Linked DNA regions of Mus musculus: region 2 is linked to region 1. The links are chromatin contacts, called in public Hi-C maps. All regions are on one chromosome and are shown on one strand. Each heading gives the region's core, a stretch centred on a gene start, on an enhancer-like site or on the middle of the called end of the contact. The rest is flanking DNA. Distances are from core to core; before and after follow the strand shown.

Region 1 (5,799 bases), core at 1,234-3,733:
GCTTCCAAGCCCCTGTGCAGCCATAGAATCCAGCCAACCCACTCACGGGCACCCAACAGGCTGATTACCTTTGTTTCCCACTGTTTAGAGAATATTCGTCCACCACTTTGTCGAAGTCTGTTCTGATGTCGTCCAGACAGCCGTTGTCACCAAAGGCACCCCATTCCATATTGATGCACATCTGGCCCTGGTTCCCCTCCACCATCTCCACGTTTTTCATCTCCTCCATGTAGCAGGCATTGCTGCCAGTCCCTAAAACATGGGGACAGAAGGAAATGATGGGGCTGGCACCAGGGGCTTCACACCTGGGGTTCACACTGGGGGAGAGGCTTCGCACTCAGGAAGGGTCCTCACACCCTTCATATCTGGGGGGCTTCATACGGGGAGATGAACACATGGTGGGGTAGGGGGGCTTCACACCGGGAGCTCTGATGCGCAGGGCAAGGGTTGCTTACAATTTTTAAATTAGTTGTCATACACACACAGATTTGGATTAAGTATACCCCCTCTCTTCCAGTCCCTCCCCCATCCTCTATCACTTTTTCCCTCTCAACTCTCTGTGGTGCCATCTAAACACGCCCACTGAGCACAGCTGATGCTGCCTGCATGTGGGCTAGGACCCGGTACTGGAGCACAGGGAGGTTTTCTCAGGGTCCCCATCTCCAGAGAAAACTGAAACCCTGACTCTCGTCCCCCCAGCAGCCATCAGGTGCAGTGCCGGCCAATAGCTCCTCAGCTAGTGGTGGGATCGTGACCCTCCTGCCCCTCGACTATGCTGGGATCTTGTCTGCCTTGATCTTGCACAGGATCTGCCTGCAGTCAGAGCCTCCGATTTCATGTGTGCAACTGCCCTGTCATGTGTGCAAAGATCCTTTTTTTTTAGACTAGCCAACCACCTCTGGCTCTTATAACCATCTGCCCCGTCTTCCACAATGATCCTTGATCCTTGGCAAAAAGGGACTGAGTTACTTGCATTCTATCAACTGAACTACATCCCCAGCCCTCACCAGTGTGTATATGGGTGAGGTATACATACATACATACATACATACATACATACATACATACACATACATTATATATGTGTGCATATATGCATACATATATTTATGTTTGGTTTATGAGATAGGGCTTCTCTGTATAGCTTTAGCTGTCCTGGAATTCACTCTGTAGACCAGGCTGGCCGAAAATTCAGAGATCTACCTGCCTCTGCCTCCCGAGTGCTGGGATTAAAGGTGTGCACCACCATTACTCAATCTCTCTCTCTCTCTCTCTCTCTCTCTCTCTCTCTCTCTCTCTCTCTCTCTCTCTCTCTCCCTCCCTCCCTCTCTCCCTCCCTCCCTCCCTCCCCGACCTTTAAAATGTACATTTGGTGTTTGCGCTATGTCTGGGTAAGCAGGTTGGATTCACTGGAATTTGAGTTACAGACAGTTGTGAGCTGCCATGAGGTTGCTGGGAATTGAACTCTGGTCCTCTGGAAGAGCAGCCAACGCTCATAACCACTGAGCCATCTCTCCAGCCCTATAGAGTTTTGGTTGTTTTTTGTTGTTTTTGTTGATTGTTTTTGAGACAAGGTTTCTCTGTGTAGCCTTGGCTGTCCTGGAACTTGATTTGTAGACTAAGCTGGACTCAAACTCACAGAGATCCACCTGCTTCTGCCCCGCTCCCCCCCCACCCCCAGCCCCCAAATGCTGGGATTAAAGGCATGGACCACTACCGTCCAGCTGGGTGTATTTCTTGAAAACAAACAAAACATTTGGTTTTTCCATTGTATCTGGGTACTTACGTTTAAATGGCAAATCTGAGGTAAACGACAAAGAGGGGTGGGTTGGTTGATCTTTAAAACAAACCCTAGCCGGCTGGGTACTTACTATGTTGACTAGGTTGGCCTTGAACTTGCAGCAATCCTCAAGTGTCCACCATTTTGCCTAAAGCCTAACCTGTTGGCCTGTGCAGGGCTATATTTATGTTGCTATACGCTCTTACAACAGAGGAATGTATTGCTACACGCGTGCACGACAGTCTGTGGTACCAGCAAGGCAACGAGCCGCTGAGCAGAAAGGTGGGAAAGTCCCAGCACTTTGAAGCTTGCTGACTAGATGTAGTCACAAGAAGCAAATGAGCAGCGCTTGTGCTCGCACGTGTGCGCGCACACACACACACACACACACACACACACACACACACAGTAGCTAGGAGACTGTCTACTTTTGTCCTTCCACCATTCACTTCTTCTTCTTTCTTTTTTTTTTTTTTTTTTTTTTCGAGACAGGGTTTCTCTGTGTAGCCCTGGCTGTCCTGGAACTCACTTTGTAGACCAGGCTGGCCTCGAACTCAGAAATCCGCCTGCCTCTGCCTCTCAAGTGCTGGGATTAAAGGCGTGCACCACATCGCCTGGTTGCTCATTCACTTCTTGTGACTACATCTAGTCAGCAAGCTTGGAAGTGCTGGGACTTTCCCACCTTTCTGCTCAGGGGCTCCTTGCCTTGCTGAGCAAGCGGCTCCTTGCTGGTACCACAGACTGTTGTAGTCAGGGTTACCACTGCTGTGCTGAAACCACCAACACCAAAGCAACTTGGTGAAGAAAGGGTTTATTTGGCTTATGCTTCCCCATCGCTGTTCATCACTGAGGGAACTCGGGACAGTAACTCAGACAGGGCAGGAACCTGGAGGCAGGAGCTGATGCAGAGGCCATGGAGGGATGCTGCTTACTAGCTTGTTCCCCATGGTTTGCTCAGCCTGATTTCTTATAGAACCCAGGGCCACCAGCCCAGGGATGGCACCACTCACAACGGGCTGGGCCCTTCCTGCATCAATCACTGGTTAAGAAAATGCCCTAGAGGCCTGACTGCAGCCCATCTTACCAGAGGCATTTTCTCAGTTGAGGTTCCGTCCTCTGATGCCTCTAGCCTGTGTCAAATTGACATAAAACATAAAGCCAGACAATACACTGACACCATAGGAGATCTGCTGCTTCTAAGACAAGGAGAATTCCTCTGGGTGGCGTGTGGCTCCCAGGAAGCCTCTGGTTTCCATGTTTAACCTCCCTAGAGCATATCTTACACAGTATCCCCTAAGACTGGGAAGGAGCACCGGTTGGTGCTGTTTTAGCCCACAAGGGGCTGTGGACACAAAATGGGAGGTACATTTTCATAGCAGACTAGTTATTTTAAAACTGTGGTGTATGGAATCAGAATTCACCTTGCAGGGGAGTTCAGTTCTGTTCCTCTACTGTGCAGTGAACCTGGGGTCTGGGCTCAGGCCAGGAGGCTTGGAAGCAGGCACCTTTAGCCACTGAGATCCCGGCTGCTAGCCCTGCCACACAGTCCACTGAGGTCCCCGTTCCCAGCCTAGCATACGGCAGTTTTAACGTCGTGACCTCTGGCTTGTGGTCACTGAGCTTGTCCTACTGCATAGACTGAAAACTCAATCAAGGGGGCATTCCCACAGATGCCCTGGAGCCTGCACTCATGAAGATCTTTGCTAGGTCTCAGAGAAACCCAGGACAAGTCTCACCCAGTACCCGTGGCTCCTCCCACACTTCTCACCCCGCCCCCTACCCATAACCACCTCCTCTCCCCCCAAGCTTTTCTTTCTTATATATAATTCAGCCATCTTGTCCACTGAGCACACTCTCTCTCCTCTCCCCCGCCCTCTCCTCTCCCCCTCTCCTCCCTCCTCCCTCCCCCTACCTCTCTCTCCTCCCTCCCTCCCTTCTCCTCTCCCCTCTGGCTCTCCCCCAACCCCCTCCACTTCTGCTCTCCTGGCCCAGTGTCTTCTGCTAGCCCTGTTCAGTCTGGCCCCTTCCAGATGCCTCTGGCTGAAGTCTCCCTCACCTCTACAATAAAGCCTTCTCAGCAACCAGGCAACCACTTCTGACACTGTAACAAGACCTGCAGGGATATGAGTGAGCTTTCCCTCCATTCAAGGGAATGGCTCCCCACCCTCCCCTACCACTGGATTGTTTCTGGTTTCTCTGTTCCCTTCTACCCAAAGTACAAACAAGGAGGAAAAAAAGGAGCCCTGGAAATAGAAGACACAAAGAAAGCCAATATATGTAAACTGTATTCCCTGGCCATAAGAATTTTAAACAAAGAGGTCGGTTGATGGAGGCAAGAAAAAGCTGGCTGAATCCTGGCACCAGCTCCCCTCATAGGGCAGGAAGGTGAGGCCTGGCCTCTAAGAGAATATGCCCAGTCACGCTGGGTTTGCAGGTCTCACCTACGCCCATCCACAGGCAAAAGGCTGGGCTGGGCAAGGCTCGGTGGTGAATGCTTTGCCAAAAGGAAGAAAGGTATAAAATCTCTGGGGCAGAAGCCAAATACCTTTCAGATAGATGTGCTTCCTGATTTTCTATTTCAACAGTTGTTTCAAGTAGCTTAATAACAAATACAAAGGCTTTCCCCAGTACAGAGGGCAGCCTGTGTGAGTAGCATCCTGATCTTCAGATGCTGGAAATGATCTTGAGGCGGCAGTGACATTTCAAGATGTCCTATAAGTGCTTGCAGGTATTAGTGACTGAGAAAGTGTTTGGGGAGTGCAGTGGTTAACGTGAACTGTCAACCTGACACAACTTAGAATCACCCTGGGAAGAGAGTCTCAATGAGGGACTGTCTGCATTGGGTGGAAAGAGCATCTTATGTGAATTGAAGACCCAGCCCACTGTGGGCAGCACCATCCCCTAGGCAAGGGTCCTAACTGGGTAAGAGGGGGGAAAAATCAAGTTGAGCATAAGTGAATCTGTACATTCATTTCTTTCTACTCTATAATGTGACTAGTTGTCTCAAGTTCTTGCCTATTTGTAACCTGGAACCGGCAGCCAGAATAAACCCTTTCTCCCCTAGGTTGCTTCTGTTAGGCTATTTTATTATATCAGCAGGTGGAGGTGAGGACCAACATCCAACATCCATGGTTGCTCTTGGACCTCCATAGGCACTGTGTGGCACACACACATACAGTTTAATCCTCTTGAGGTGTAGACCTCACAAGACGACAACCTACAGGGTTGGGGTCACTTAGACAGTGGCTACAGACGATGAATGGTCCCCAGGAGCACAGTGGCCCTTCCAAGTTAAACATGGTCAGGAGTGGAGATGGTCTCTACTTCCTTTTTAGCCCTTGAGTTTGCAGCTCTGAGGCTCTTGCGCATGGTCTGGTTCCAGGCACCCCACTCCATCTACCCAGGACACATGAGCTTTTTTTTGTGCCTCATTCCTAGAGAGCTTCCTGACTGACGGTCCAATCCTAACGGATTTGTAGCATGCTGGGGTGTAGCCTGCCTTTATACAGAATTCTAGAGGAGGTAAAAATGGTACCCAAGATCAACCATTCCCCCACTAAAGACTGAGCTGTTGGGTTTGTACCACAGAGGGAACGCCAACATCCCCTTCCTGGAGAAGAGACCCTTTTACGGTACTTACCCACGATGAGTCCAATCTCACAAGAAGGTTCTTCATAAGCACAAGTCATCATGGTGCCCACGGTGTCGTTGACCACAGCCACCACATCCAGGTCAAATTCCTTTGAAAAGAAGGGGACAGGGATGTAGGGAAGGGTCAGCTGGGCCTGGCTTGAATCCGGCTAGTCCAGGCTGTGGACTGGACACTTCTGGGAAGCAGGGTTGGTTTCCTGACTGAGTTCGATAACTTGACACAGAGTAGCAATACTGTCTATAAGTCTATTCCAGCCAACAGGGCCATCCATGCCCGACGGTGCTTGCACTCTGAAATGCCTGGCAGTTCCCGGCTGTATGGGCCCTCAGGAACTTTCCATTGTTCCATCCCTATGAGTCATGATTTT
Region 2 (6,087 bases), core at 797-3,296, 97 kb after region 1:
AGCTTACAGCCTGAAAGAGAGATGCTAAGAAATCCCACAAGTCACAGGGACCAGCTGCAAGTGGCAGCTGTCCTGAAGAGACTAGGGACCCCCAAGCTAATCCTGCAAGGCTTCCTGGAGGAGGCAGCTGGAACTGGGCCAGAGTTTTCCTCAGAGGCCTTTCTTTGAGCAGGGGCCAGGTGAGCCTTGATTCAAAACAAAACAAAACAAAACAAAACAAAACAAAACAAAAAAACAAAAGGCAAAATATATTCTCTTCTGACCTGCACAGATACTGCACACATGTGGTATATAGACATATTTGAAGGCAAAATACCCAAACACATAAAAATTTTCTAAAAATCTTAAAAAATAGTTCTCAGATGGTCTAGTCGGCCATCACTGGAAAGAGAGGCCCATTGGACTTGCAAACTTTATATGCCCCAGTACAGGGGAATGCCAGGGCCAAAAAGTGGGAGTGGGTGGGTAGAGGAGTGGGGGAGGGGTATGGGGGACTTTTGGGATAGCATTGGAAATGTAAATGAGGAAAATACCTAATAAAAATATATTTTTTTTAAAAGTCAGTGCCTGAAGTGAAAAAAAAAATAGTTCTCTCTAGGGCTGGCAAAATGGCTCAGTAGATAAGGAGCTCAGAACGCACACGGTGGAAAGAGAGGATGTATTCAAATTGTCTTCTGACCCCTACATCTGCAGAGCAGACACAGAACATAAACAATAGAATATAATAAAGAGATGTCAGGATAGCATGCAAGTGTAAGTCAAGGAAATGTCTTTTCAAGACCAAGACAAGGTCTCTCTGTGTAGCCCTGGCTGTCCTGGAACTCACTATGTAGACCACTGGCCTTGAACTCAGAAAGGTCTGCCTACCTCTGACTCTCTCCAGTGCTGGAATCAGAACCTGGCCTTAAGGAGAGTTTGTAAACTGAATTTTCTTTGGCATTTGTGTGTGTGTGTGTGTGTGTGTGTGTGTGTGTGTGTGTGTGTGTGTGTATGTGTGTATACACGTGAACACACTTGCGCATAGTGCACACGTGAAAGTCAAAAGACAACTTGTGGGAGTGGGCTCCAGGGATCAAACTCAGGTCGTCAGGCTTGGCTGCAAGCACGCTTACCCACGTGGCCATCTCACTGGACCTGCCTGGATGTCGTCTGAGACATGAGCCCGAGGTGGAGAGACGAGTATCTCATATCAGAGAGAGCCTGCCTGCAGCTCTGTAAGAATCCCAGGGCAGGCCTCCCTCTCAGCGTCACCATCCCAGCAGCAGCTCCTGTGGGGACTCTCTGGGTGCCACCCTCCGGAGGAGATGCCACCCCCTAAGGCAACAGTTCTCAACCTTCCTAAGGCTGCGGCCCTTTAATACAGGTCGTGGTGACCCCCAACCATAAAATCGTTTTCATGGCTACTTCATAACTGTCATTTTGCTACTGTTAAGGACCATCATGTAAATACCTGCAGGGTATCTGATATGCAACTCCTGAAGAGGCCTCGAGACCCACAGGTTGAGAACCACTGACTTTAGTGTCCCTGACACAGCCCTGGCCAGAGGCAGACCTCAGAACTTACTATGAAATGCTGCCTGGAGACTTCTCAAATCAAGATGGTGTCTGGAAAGTCCAGTAGGAACCCCTCTTCCAAAGCCGTAGTCACGGCTTCTTCCACGTTCTTGCTGTTGCCAAAAGTTGACCACCTGGTCTCAGAGCTTCACTGAGCGCCAGACAGAGCCCTCCTCTCCCCAGGTCCTCGACCACTCAAGCCAAATCTGCTTTGCTTTCACCCAAACGAAGCAAACCCAAAATCTCCCATCCTACCTCAAGTCATTGAATCCAAGCACTTCACAGAGGAAGCAAAAAGACTTCCAAATCTCACTCTTAACAGAAATGCCAGCTATGTGCTCCCACAGGCGTCCAGCCCTGGAGGCCAAGGGCCGCTGGGCTGTCTCACTGGTTTCCCAGCTGATCTACAATTCAATTCTCTTTTGTGCACAATCCCAGACACTGTCTAACAGTTCAGATCCAAGCTTTCATCCCAGGGCAGTCCAGCGCCTTAGCCTCAGGCACTCCCTGAGCTCAGAAGCACACGCAGAGACCGAGGACAGAGCAGAATCAAGGCCAGAGACCGACTACGTCGCTTCATTGGTCTTGGACAGAGAAGGCGGATTTCTGATCTGTTTTAGCATCAGTTGCGTTCCGGCTCTGGAGGGAAAGGCTGTGAGAAGTCAGAAGATGGCCAGATCAGAGCCACAGGGCCCTCACAGAATTTCAAACAAAGCAGATTAAAGGCAGAACATTCAAGGCAGCCGTTATGTGAGTGACGGGTGTTCTGGGTGTGAGACTGGCAGTTGGATCCAAGAAGATGCTGAGTCTGACCTGGGGCGTGAATGAATGACCTGTTGGCTTCCCGGGGAACTGTCCTTTGTCCTCTGCTTCAAGCCCATGCCAGGCTCACCCCAGAGTGCCCACTATTCCTCTCTACAGTTACTATAACGTAGATGATTTTCATCAGTACTGAGGTACCTAGAAACCAGGGTTATGTCTCTACTTATAAGGGGTTATATAAAATGCAAAAAAAAAAAAAAAAATTAGCACGCATCCTAATGGTTAGCCATGCTGTTCTGTTAAGAAAAGTAGAAGTTTTAAAAACTTTTTAAAAATTCACTTTAAAGCTGCACTTTACATCCCAGTATCAGTCCCCCTCTTCCTCCCAGTGCCCCCTTACATAGGTCCTCCCCTCATCCCTCCTCCCCTCCTCATCTGAGAAAGGGGAGTCCCCTCTAGGTATTACCCCACCCTGGCACATCAAGTCACTGCAGGGCTAGGCACATCCTCTCCCACTGAGGCCAGGCAAGGCAGCCCAGTTCGGGGAACGAATCCACAGGCAAGCACAGAGGCAGGGTCAGTGCTCACAACGGTTGTTGGGGGACCAAGCTGCACATCTGCTACACATGTGCAGGTGTGTGTGTGTGTGGGGTGTGATAGTAAGGCTTATTGTCAAGCCAAGGACAATGTGTAAAATAAAGTCCCCTCTCTGTGTACCAACTGCACCCCACAAAATAGTCTTTTCTGTAGGTAAAAGACATGGAGGTAGATTGAAATTTTGCTTCTGGGCTGGGGGGGGGGTATCCTCTGCTCAGTAGACAGTAATGGTCTAGCATCATCCCCACCATGAATTAACTCTGCATCTCTGTAAGAAGGGCCCAAGACAATTGCTGCCCGCCCCTTTACTGTTGAGAGAACCTCCAGGCTTCAAGACCAACACAGGTGTCAGTGGGTTCTAAGCACAACGAGGCTCTGGTAAGCAAGGAGCTGAGAAAGCTAGTGGGCTCGCAGAGCCTAGCTCACTCACTCACCAGCCCCTCGGAGTGGGCAGCCTCGACACTGATATACGCTCCCATGGCTACTGATTCCAAACACACTGAAGGCCAACTCCTAAAAGCCTGCCCAGGGGTCCCGAGGCTTGTCCCAGTTGGCTTTGTATCACTGTGATAGACACTATGACCTAAAGTGACTTGGGGTGAGGAGGCAAAGGCTTATCTGGCTTACATTCAGGACACCGTCCGTCACCACCCCAATCGAGGGAAGTCAGCAGGAAGTCAAGGCGGGAACTGAAGAGACCTCAGAAGGATGCTGCATCCTGGCTTGCTCCTCAGGGCTTGCTCGACTGGCATTCTTATACAACCAAAGACCACCAGCCCAGGGGTGGCACTGCCCACAATGAGCTGGGTCCTCACGTCAATCGTTAATCAAGACAACATCCTGAGGACCTGCCTACCAGCCCACCCGATAGAAGCAGATTCTCAGTTGAAGGTTCTTCCTCCCACATGGCTCTAATTCACGCCCAGTAGACCAGGCTGGGTGGGTTGACCAGAGGGCTTCCCTAAGGACTTGGGTGCCCAGGACTCTGCTTTCAAGGTTACCTCCTTTCTCATTTCATCAGAATGACTCAGACTAAAGTGGCCCCAACCCAGAACATTCCAGGATACAGCAGTGGGTGACCCGTGGGTGAAAAGCTTACAGGACAAAAGTCACCAGACGTCCGAGGAAGAAAGCTACCCGAAAAGAATGTCAACAAACTGGGAAATGTGACTTCCAGCACAAACAGCACAGGAGACCAACCGAGGGTGTCAAAGAGGGATGGCAGAGACACTGGACAGAGCGGGGGGTGGGGGGAAGGTATATATGCAAAGTAAGAGCTGAAGTCAGAGGAAGAACTAGAAATACATAAAATAGGTCACGGAGAACTAATAAAAACGTGAAATTGTTCATTGAAAAATAATAAAAACACGGAACCATATTTTGGTAAGGTTTACTTTCTTTGTTAGAATATGAAAATACAGAATAATAAAATAGACTTCAAATTTTAATTTCTTTTTAAATCTCTCTCTCTCTCTCTCTCTCTCTCTCTCTCTCTCTCTCTGAGACAGAGTCTCAGGTCGCCCAGGCTGGTGTCAAACTCACTCTTTACCTGAGGCTGGCTTTGAACACCTGAGTCCCCTGACTCCGTTTTCCATGTGCTGAGATACAGATGTGAACCACTACCCTTGGCTTCAGAAACTGGTTTTTTTTTTTTCTTTAAAAGATTCTGTTTACAGGACCACTGTGCTCATGAACTCCTGGTTTGAATGAATAGGATCAAAATATACTGGATGAAATTTTTAAAGAATTATTAATATTGTAAAAGATAAAGTTTAGACTACAGAAGATCAAACCTGGGATAGATAGATAACCACTGGTTAGATTTAAGACCGGGGCAGAGGCTGCTTAGCTGGGAGATTCTACTGCCCCCCTAGTAAGTGGACAGGAAGGCAAGATAAATACACGAATTTAACGTTCAACAGCAGGGAAGGCAGAAGCAGAAGATCCAGCATCAGGATGGTAAGAGCGTCAGGAAGACACGAAGACGGAGGTTGAAGCTATTTGAATAAAATAGCATACATTCCTCACAGCCTGCAGAAATGAAAAGCCCTGGCCACTAGCGAGAGGTCTAGTGGGAAATGTCTTACATTATGAACTATCATAGACAAAGAGGAACTTCTAAATGTCTCTAGGAGCGAGAGCCACAGTAGGGTCAGTGGCACCTGTGCCTTCATCGTCAATAGCAACCACAGACTTCTTTTAAATTTTGTTTTTATGTTAAAGGGGTGGGTAGCACGCGTCCCCTCGTGCGTGTGGAGGTCAGAGGACAACTTTTGGGAGTCAGTTCTCTTCTCCCATGTTCAGGTTGCCAAGCTTAGCCACAAGTGCCTTAACCCACTGAGCCATCACACTGGCCCAGAAGCTATAGAGATATTTTTATTGAGATTGTTGTAAATGTCTCAAAATGAGGTTTATACCCAGGAGGGCTTCAACATTATGATTACTATTTGGTTCTGTTGGTGCTTGTTATATAATGAATTAATACTTATATGTATGACTGTTACCACTTCCTCCTTTTGGGCAGGTATAGTAGGGGTTTGAGACAGACATTCACTATGTAGTCTAGGCTAGCCTTACTATGTAGTCTAGGCTAGACTCTCTATGTGGCCCAGACGAATCTTGAACTTGTGGCCCTTGCCTCAGCCTCGCAAGTATTAGAATTACAGGCATGCCTCCTCAGTCTTAGCGCTACTTAAGAGCCATTTTATAACACCCTCAGTAATCCTATGCATTTCATACCCTTAACACTTTTCTCAGACAAGATACATTTCAGGCCCTTACCCCCAATGGCCCATGGTGTACATGAGCACAGGAACACACACTCCTAGGATCTAAAGGAAGGAAGCTACAGTCTGCCGCCACTTGGTCCTTCTTTCCTCTGTTGCCTTATAGATACAAACTTACCTTTCTCTTTCCTGTGAACTCTAACACGTGGGCACAATGGGCAGCATATTACCTTGAGTCTCCGCACCAATTGAGCCATCACCTAATAGAGGACCTACTGTGTGTGTAAAGCTTGGGTCTCACCAGGTGAGACAGATGAATGGAGAGAGTCAGTCAGAAGCAGTGAGTTCATTCACTTGAGAGGCTCCCTTCACGTATCGGTTTCTTCAGAGAACGAGGGCTGCCCACTGCCCACTGACCACCGCCCACTGCCCACTGCCAGAGCTGGCT

The links. Hi-C and Micro-C count contacts between places; a contact is called where the count stands out from the background.
Region 2: a contact with region 1 is called in a Hi-C map of trophoblast stem cells, with 2.1 times the contacts expected there. The contact joins two enhancer-like sites. A contact is called at or near these places in 24 of 39 promoter capture datasets (the 3T3-L1 cell line, 3T3-L1-derived adipocytes, the C10 cell line and 15 more), 5 of 15 datasets of contacts at CTCF or cohesin (the NIH/3T3 cell line, embryonic stem cells, large pre-B cells and 2 more), 125 of 484 Hi-C or Micro-C datasets (the 3T3-L1 cell line, 3T3-L1-derived adipocytes, the 4T1 cell line and 68 more), 15 of 115 datasets of contacts at active chromatin or transcription factors (the HPC-7 cell line, Th17 cells, acute myeloid leukemia and 8 more) and 5 of 9 other capture datasets (adipose tissue, embryonic stem cells, liver and 2 more).

What each region holds. Positions count from the first base shown.
Region 1 is chr10:62,275,613-62,281,411 of GRCm38.p6, forward strand. It overlaps Hk1 (hexokinase 1), which reads right to left. Exons shown (of 18, transcript NM_001146100.1): 14 at 5,421-5,520; 15 at 69-252. Among named protein-coding and RNA genes, the nearest start is that of Tacr2, 26 kb to the left of the region's middle. Within about 2 kb of position 2,484, at least 15 of the 459 cell types and tissues checked have an H3K27ac peak or open chromatin away from gene starts, as enhancers often do. A contact at or near this core is called in trophoblast stem cells, where this site is marked.
Region 2 is chr10:62,373,140-62,379,226 of GRCm38.p6, forward strand. It overlaps a transcript of Hk1 not described here. Among named protein-coding and RNA genes, the nearest start is that of Hk1, 36 kb to the left of the region's middle. Within about 2 kb of position 2,047, at least 3 of the 459 cell types and tissues checked have an H3K27ac peak or open chromatin away from gene starts, as enhancers often do. A contact at or near this core is called in trophoblast stem cells, where this site is marked.